Linked DNA regions of Mus musculus: region 2 is linked to region 1. A link is a contact called in public HiChIP or PLAC-seq data. All regions are on one chromosome and are shown on one strand. The core of a region is the stretch at or near the end of the contact, and the rest is flanking DNA. Distances in the headings are between cores, read along the strand shown. Region 1 overlaps BC049352 (cDNA sequence BC049352). Region 2 overlaps Sidt2 (SID1 transmembrane family, member 2).

Region 1 (4,117 bases), core at 751-3,250:
AACTGGCAAGAAAGGAGGCTAAAGGCAGGCCGGAGCTCCTAAAGGCAGCCAGGAAAGTGTGCAGGTTGTGCCTCAGATGCTGAGCAAGGTTCAACATGAGCTAAGCTAGGCTGCAGGCCCTTCACTCTCATGGACATTTTAAGCTCCTAGATATAATTATATATTTATTCTTGTTCTAAGAGAGCCTCTAACGACTGGGTAAATATGATGAACATTTGTCATCTCAGCATTCTGGAGGCAGGAAACAGGAAGATCTTGAGTCTAAGATCAGCCCAGGCTACATGGTGAGTTTCCAGGCCAGCCTGAACTATAAGACCAATTTCTATCTCAAAAATGTAACCGCTGGGGCTGGAGAGACAGTCCAGTCGTCAAGAGCGCTTGTTGCTTTTGAGGAAAACCTAGGTTTGGCTTCCAGCACCCGCATGGCGGCTTTACCAACACTCACAGCTCTAGTTTCAGGGGATCTGATGCCCCCGTTGACCTCCTTTGGTAGCATACACATGTGGCACACATAGATGGAGCTAACATACAGAACACACACACATACACAAAATACAAATGCATAAATCTTACATTTTTAAACAACTTTTTAAAATTCCAAATCACAGAGGCCTCAGGAAATCTGGATCGATGTCCCCTCTACACCTCTAGGCAAAAACAACCATCTCTCCCTGTGACGGTTAGCAACATTTGCCGATCTCACGTGATCCAGAATCATCTGTTAGACACACAAATGTACATCGGGTTGATTGCTATAGGAAGACCCTGAATGTGGCCAACGCATTCCACGGGATGGGTTCCTAGATTGAATACAGAGAGAAAAGAGGGCTGGGAGACGGCTCAGTGGGAGAGATGTTTCCTGTGCAAACTTGGGGACATGAATTCAGATCCTCAGCATCCAGGGAAAATAAGGAAGAAGCAATAGAGGGAGATGCGAGCACACACGCGCGCGTGCGCACACACACACACACACACACACAAATACACACACACACACACACACACGCACTCTAAACACCAACATCTCCCCCCCGTGGATCTTGACTGCAGATGTAATGTGACCAGGCTTCTCACCGTTCTCGCTACCATGACTCCTCCACCAACTATGGCTTCTCAAACCATGAACCAGAATAAAGGTTTCCTTCCTTAAAAGGAAAGGCCTTGGTCTTTCCTCAACTGTGTCTGCTGTCACAACTAGAAAGGTAATATACTCTCTCACCCTATAACCCTCTACCCTGCAGCCTCATCCCACAAACACTGCCTGGCACTGTCCTGTCATACCCAAGAGGACGGGCCAACTAGGCTCCTACTTCAAGGCCATGGCCTAGGGTATGGTCCTACCTGTGCTCTTGTAACCTCCCCTCTAGTTTCCCACTGGCCTTTCAGGGCCCCCAGCACATCCTGCATTCAGCAGGAAGCCATCACTCAAGTTCCAGAGTCAACAGTGCCATATTCAGCAGCCCCCTGTCACACACAGATGCTGTACCTGGAACTGCGGGTTTGGGACCCACCTGCCTTCTCTGGAGATGGATTTACCCATGTCTGTGTGCCCAGAGCCTGTCTCTCCAGCTCAAGGCAGAACCCACTCGGGTTCAGGGCAAATGTTTCTTGGATGCAGTAAATGCCCAAGCAGGGCTAATTCTGGAGACAGTGACTGAAAAGTACAGAGGGCAGTCCTGAGATCACATCACAGTGGCTGTCATACTGTAGCCATACTGTCTCTGGTTGGAAGAAGATACTGTGCTTGACCTGATCTGGGCAATTCACGTTCCTTCTTGAAGGCAATGCTTTCTCTCTACTTTCTATGGTTGCCCTCTGCCCCATAACATATACACAGCCATTTCCTTCTGTCTCCCTTGGCTCTTGAAGGAACATGAGCCACGTTCTCACTGCAAATATCTCACTGTAAAAATCTTACAAACTTTCACACCACAGCACGGAAGAACACATTCCTGTGAGCCGTGCGCCCCCTAGTGGCAGAAATGGTTCCTTTTCCAACAAGGGAAGGGCTCTTGGAAGGCTAAATGGTAGAACCGCTTATGTAATTGCCTCTTCAGGCCAGTCCTAGCTTGTTGTGTGTTTATTCAATTGTCATACACTGTTGTTTTGCCAGACAGACAAGAAAAGGAGGCCCAAGAGTCACTACAGATCTCTGGTAGAGAAGACAAACAAAGGGAGAGTCTCTTCCAGAGAAGTGTGACACACCACTTAAGTTAAAGGGAGTCTGAGAACGCTGCAAGAACCCTGATTTGGGGGTACCACTGAGAGGACTCCCTGGGATCACATGACACTATTGCTATGCTCACATCCATGTAACTGGGTAACAGTTCAGCTTCCACACGCGGGGCCCGCTGTGGTGGGAGGTAATTGTTCCAGAGTCAGAGTGTTGTGGTTCAACTGTGATAAGACACTTTGCAAGAAAATGGTGGAGTTTCTCCAGGGGCCTAGAAACCAAACCAGGAAGGGGCTGAAGTTAAGAGACCAGAGGAGTCAGGAGACCCAGTTCCTTCAGAGGAGAAAATATAGTTGTAACAAACGACGAGACCAGAAAGGAGAAGAAATGGACGACAGACCACTGAGCATTGAGTTTTGCGAAGCCATGAGGCCATTTTGTGAAATTAAATGCAAATTTTTAAAAAAATCAATAGCTATACTCAGCATCAATTCACCTACATTCATAATTTGATAACTGGCTCCAGAATCAGGCTAACCACAGGCATGAGAGTAAACTCTGTTGGCGCCAAGGAAGTAGGGCAGCTAACTGTTCTACATAAGTAGAACGTGTCCTACAGTCATTTAAAAGAATTTCCAGGCTTGGGGGGCTGAGGCAGGAGAATTACAAGTGAAGGATCTGCCTTGGGTATCTCAATAAGACCCTGTCGAGAAATAGAAAACAAAACAACAACAAACAAAAACAAACAGACAAACAAAAGACTGTAGCTCAGTGGTAGGGAGTTTGTCTTGAGAGGCCTCTCAAGTATGTGGGGCAGCTACTCTGTTGTGGGACTATTCTGTTGAAGCAGGAAGTTACTGTCCATAGCACATTTTTGGCTCCTACTCAGCCCTGGAGACTTCCTGTAGCCCCAAGGTGATCCCATACCCCTTGTGCCAGTTCTGCCCCACCTTGTATTGAGGTTTCTCCTCTAAAGCAATATCAACTCTGGTATTCACCCCAGGGCCAGGTGTATGGGAGAGTCCTGGGTTGGGATGGGTCCTGGGTGGAGTGGGCGTAGGCAGATCTGGATAGTCAGGTGGCCAAAGCATAGATACACAAGAAATTCTGGAGTTCTGGATAGGAGGGGCCCAGCGAGGGAAGAGGACTGTGCCAGGGGCTGGACTTGGCACACCTAGTCAGAAACACACTTTATGAACATTTGTTCACTCAGAGTGTGAGGAAACATGGGGTGAGTGCCTCTCTCCTGGAGTAAGGGCAGAGCAAATAAAGGGTATGCATGCATGGCAGAGTACATGGGCCCACCTGGAACTCCAGGGATAGACACTAAATATGTCCTCCTGTTAGGGTAGCCTGTAGGGACCAGGAAGAAATGAGGGGAAGGTTCAGCAGGTGAGTGTGCTTGCAACCAAGCCCAAAGACCTGAGTTTGATCCCCAGAACCAACATGGCAGAAGGAGAAAACCAACTTCTACAAGTTGTCTTCTGACCTACACATAAACACACACACACACACACACACACACACACACACACACACACACACACACTTCAGAAAATGGTTGGTGCCGTCTCCTTGCCAAATGGAAACCAGCACTCTCTGAACCCCTTTGCTTTCTTGGCCCTCAGTTAGAGCCCACTGCTTAAGAGGGAAGCCAGAGTGAGCCACAAAGGGGCAAGAAAGGCAAGTTACAGTCAGGCTGGGAAAGATAGCAGGTCCGGGACAGAGCAGGATGAGACCCACCCCAGGCCAAGTATTATCTGGGTTTGCCCAGGGCTGATGTATGTCATGCAGTCTCACTGAATCAACCGGCACTAGTAAACTCTTCTTTGGTCCAGTGTGAGGATCTGTAAAAGCCAGCATGGGTAACTAAAATGACTTTCAAAATCCTACCATCCTACAAAGACTGCCTAGCCCAAGACAGGTGTGGGACTTCTTATGCCC
Region 2 (4,117 bases), core at 713-3,212, 720 kb before region 1:
TCTTACTGCTGGCATGGCTCTTCTGGCTGTCTTTCCCAGGTTCTCCTCCCCCCCTCCCCTCCTCCCCTGGCTCACAAGCCTCCTCATTACAGGTCACGCCCGGGTCTTGGCTGATTCATTTCCTGGCAGTGCCCCTTACGAGGGTTACAACTATGGCTCCTTTGGTACGTTTCAGTCAGGACTGTGTTTGCCCATGCCCAGCCACAGCACCCTGTGCCGCCACTCGTGACGGCCGTGCCCTTGCAGCTGCTCCGAAGTCCTTAGGAGCAGATCTAGGGTCTCTTGTCCTGAGGTCGCTCCTTCCCGCCTCACCACCCATTCCTGCCTGCAGAAAATGGTTCCGGATCCACTGACGGGTTGGTTGAAAGCGCAGGTTCAGGGGACCTCTCCTACAGTTACCAGGGTGAGTGGGCCAGGCAGGAGGATGCACGTTAGGGCTGCTGTTGACTAGGTGGAGTTTCCTGGTGGGCGGTTGCCTCTCTGCCATTTGCTGGAACCAGGGAAGGGCTGCTCTTCCGCCCCATCTCCCTCTCTGCTCCGCGGACTCGGTTCCCCTGTAACTTTCCCTTTCCTTTCAAGGGCACGACCAGTTCAAGCGGCGCCTTCCCTCTGGCCAGATGCGGCAGCTGTGCATTGCCATGGGTAGATGTGGGGAGGGGGTAGGGCTGCCCTACCAATCAATTCCTGCCAGGATGGTCAGTCCATGGAACTGGCTGCCTCTGGGACCAGAAAAATGCTTAGTGCATGGCTTTCCTAGCAAGTGCCATCTGTGCCAGCCCGTGGTCTTCTGAGAAAGATAGCCACTGGCCACCATCAGTGTCCCACCTCAGTGTCCTCTTGTCAGTATCCTCCCTCCCTGGTGTGCTGGCCAAGGGATCCTGGATCTGGGTGTCACCTAGGGGCTTTGGCCAGGTGGGGTGACAGGAGGAGGCTTCTGGAGGTAGGAGAGAGGTGTTTTTTCCTCAAGCCCTTGTCTATGTACTAGGACCTCAGGGGTGGCCGTGGCATGTCTTCTCAGAACCCAACAGGACGGGGCACCTCTAATCTGCATGATTGGCCAAGTTCAATCCTGTTAGTGTGTGTGTGGTTTACTCAGTGTCTTGGCCTGGATCAGAGCCAGGAGTGGAGCAGGGCTCGAGTCACTCCTGCTCCACGGGGTCCGGCAGAGCTCCCCACCACTTCCCGCTGAGCTAGGAGTACGTTTCCTGCCAGCACCTGGGCCACCTGCCCTACCGCTCTGAGCTCTGGCCCACAGTTTGCCTCTTCCCCATTGTTGAATAATTTTGACATTGCTTCTGATGGGTGGGGGCAGACCCAGTGTTCGGTCCTGCTGGCCCAAGCCCCTTTCCTTTGTCACACCTAGACCGCTCCTTTGACGCAGTGGGTCCTCGGCCTCGACTGGACTCCATGAGCTCCGTGGAAGAGGATGACTACGACACACTGACTGACATCGACTCAGACAAAAACGTCATTCGAACCAAGGTGAGACATATAGCCCTGCCATGCCCTGCCCTGCCCAGACGGATCTGGAGCAAGGGACTGTGTGCAGCTCCCGTGGCGAATCACTGTGCTGTGTTTGGAAGGCAGAGGGAAAAGAACTGAGCTGGGACAGGCAGGACCGACTCCAGGAGAAGTCGGCCTGGGGAGATCGGGACTAATTAAGCAGATCTTGTTGGCATACTTGACCACAGAAGTGTGGAGTCTCAGAACCCTGCCCACTGAGTTCTGGCTTGTCTGCCTAACCTGGGGATCAGGGGTTCAGCGAGGCTCATTCCTGCTTCTCCTCAGCAATACCTCTGTGTGGCTGATCTGGCACGAAAGGACAAACGTGTTTTGCGGAAAAAGTACCAGATTTACTTCTGGTGAGTGGCACTCCTGTTAGCGAGTAGGGCAGCTCCTCAGGCCCTGCCAACCTTACCTTGGCCCTTCCCCCTCAGGAACATAGCCACCATTGCGGTCTTCTACGCACTTCCTGTGGTGCAGCTGGTGATCACCTACCAGACGGTGAGAGGTCGAGGGGTGGGTCTTGGTCTGTAACTCTGCCTTATCTGCAGTGAGCATAGGTTATAGGTTGTGGCAGCAGTTTTCAAATCCCAATTCTGCTTTAGCTGTGAGTCTCTGGGCTTCTAAGCTCCAGTTTTTTTCATCTGCAGTTTGGGGGCAACATGAAGCTGGGTGGGACCTATGAAACAGAGGTCACAGGACTTTTTAAGTGTGACTTCCTTCCCCTTCCTGTGAGGCAAGGACTTCTGGAGTTTTCAGTCACTGTATCTATAAAGAGGACGATGGCGCCCGTGCCACCTTAGCAGTATAAGGAGTACCAGCCTGGGTACTGTGTACACACTTCAGCCATGCTGGTACTGCTCTTGTTTTGCCAGTTGGACCCAGGGTGTGTGGCATGGGCTCCCTGCTGAGTCAGGCATGTTAATAGCTACACTCCTCCCCCATACACACACAGGTGGTGAATGTCACAGGGAACCAGGACATCTGCTACTACAACTTCCTCTGTGCCCACCCGCTGGGCAACCTCAGGTGGGGATTGTGCTGGAGGCCCAGGGATGGGTAGAGTAGGCAGGGTGGGGTTTTGTGAAGCCTGCTGGGCAGAAGACAGAAAAGGCAAGAGGGCCCTGGTCTCAGCTAAGCCTGTCCTGTCCCTTCCAGCGCCTTCAACAACATCCTCAGCAACTTGGGGTACATCCTGCTGGGGCTGCTCTTCCTGCTCATCATCCTGCAGCGAGAGATCAATCATAACCGGGCCCTGCTGCGGAATGACCTCTATGCTCTGGTAAGCCAGCTACCTCCCACTGCGACATGGCCTCCATCTGGCAGACTGACCTCCCCCAGTCCAGCTCTGCTCCATCTAGCCCCACACTACCCTGCCCTGCCTAGGTCTGCCCAGCCCTGCCCTGATGGGTTCTGCCCTGCCCTGCCCAGCCCAGATCTGCCCTGCCCTGCCCTGCCCTGCCCAGCCCAGGTCTGCCCTGCCCTGCCCTGATGGGGGTCTGCCCTGCCCAGCCCAGCCCAGATCTGCCCTGCCCTGCCCTGCCCAGCCCAGGTCTGTCCTGCCCTGCCCTGCCCTGCCCTGCCCTGCCCTGCCCTGCCCTGCCCTGCCCTGCCCTAATGGGTTCTGCCCTACCCAGCCTAGTCCAGGTCTACCCTGCCCTGCCCTGATGGGTTCTGCTCTGCCCTGCCCTGCCCTGATGGGCTCTGCCTTGCCCACATCTCTCTTGCCCTCTCTGCCTTCTGCTCTCCCATCTACTCTTGCTTTTCCCTGTGTGCCCTATCCCTGCTCAGCTGTTTTATCCTGTCTTACCTTGTCCTGCCCTCTCTGCCCAGCCCTGCACAACCTACCCTGCTACCCACTCACCACACAGCGCAGTCCTCTTCCACACCCCTTGGGTCTCCTCTTCCCACCTCACCTGCACGTCTCTTCCTTCTCTTTCTCCCCACAGGAGTGTGGGATCCCCAAACACTTTGGTCTGTTTTACGCCATGGGCACAGCACTGATGATGGAGGGGCTACTTAGTGCCTGTTACCACGTCTGCCCCAACTACACCAACTTCCAGTTTGGTGAGTGCTGCCTCCTGTCTGGCTGAATCTGCTGTCCCAGGTCACCAGCTGCTAGGGGGCTCTGAGGCTGGCCTCTGAGTGCAGCTTCCATTCTAGAAGATGGCTACCTGTGCTGCCTCTTCCCAGTCATCCCACAGAAACTCTAAGAATCTCAGGAAGTGCTCCCTAACTTCTGCGTATTCATATACTGAGACCCTCAAACTAAGATGTCCTTGACTTGAGGGAACAACAGACTAGCAAGTGGTAGGATTCAGGGGCAGCTAAGGGGCTAAAGCTGAAGCAGTGACCCTTCAGCTTGCTGATGGCACTCCAGAGGTCTTGATTGTCTGGGCTGGGAGTTGTGTGTGGGGTCCCTGTGGTATCTGCAGCTCACAGCCTGTTCCTCCCCAGATACCTCCTTCATGTACATGATTGCTGGCCTCTGCATGCTGAAGCTCTACCAGAAGCGGCACCCAGATATCAACGCCAGTGCCTACAGTGCATATGCCTGCTTGGCCATCGTCATCTTCTTCTCCGTTCTGGGCGTGGTGAGGGCCTGGTCTACTCT

The links. HiChIP or PLAC-seq counts read pairs in DNA pulled down with a chosen protein or histone mark.
Region 2: an H3K27ac HiChIP or PLAC-seq map of large pre-B cells shows a contact between it and region 1, with 2.6 times the contacts expected there. The contact joins two enhancer-like sites. A contact is called at or near these places in 1 of 15 datasets of contacts at CTCF or cohesin (embryonic stem cells), 1 of 115 datasets of contacts at active chromatin or transcription factors (large pre-B cells) and 1 of 9 other capture datasets (embryonic stem cells).

Annotation. Positions count from the first base shown.
Region 1 is chr9:45,219,609-45,223,725 of GRCm38.p6, reverse strand. The region is part of intron 1 of BC049352 (cDNA sequence BC049352); the gene reads right to left. Among named protein-coding and RNA genes, the nearest start is that of Tmprss4, 18 kb to the right of the region's middle. Within about 2 kb of position 2,000, at least 35 of the 459 cell types and tissues checked have an H3K27ac peak or open chromatin away from gene starts, as enhancers often do.
Region 2 is chr9:45,943,031-45,947,147 of GRCm38.p6, reverse strand. It overlaps Sidt2 (SID1 transmembrane family, member 2), which reads left to right. Exons shown (of 26, transcript NM_172257.4): 11 at 93-164; 12 at 332-403; 13 at 1,364-1,482; 14 at 1,789-1,862; 15 at 1,938-2,004; 16 at 2,459-2,532; 17 at 2,662-2,785; 18 at 3,453-3,570; 19 at 3,961-4,097. Among named protein-coding and RNA genes, the nearest start is that of Mir7087, 5.5 kb to the right of the region's middle. Within about 2 kb of position 1,962, at least 119 of the 459 cell types and tissues checked have an H3K27ac peak or open chromatin away from gene starts, as enhancers often do.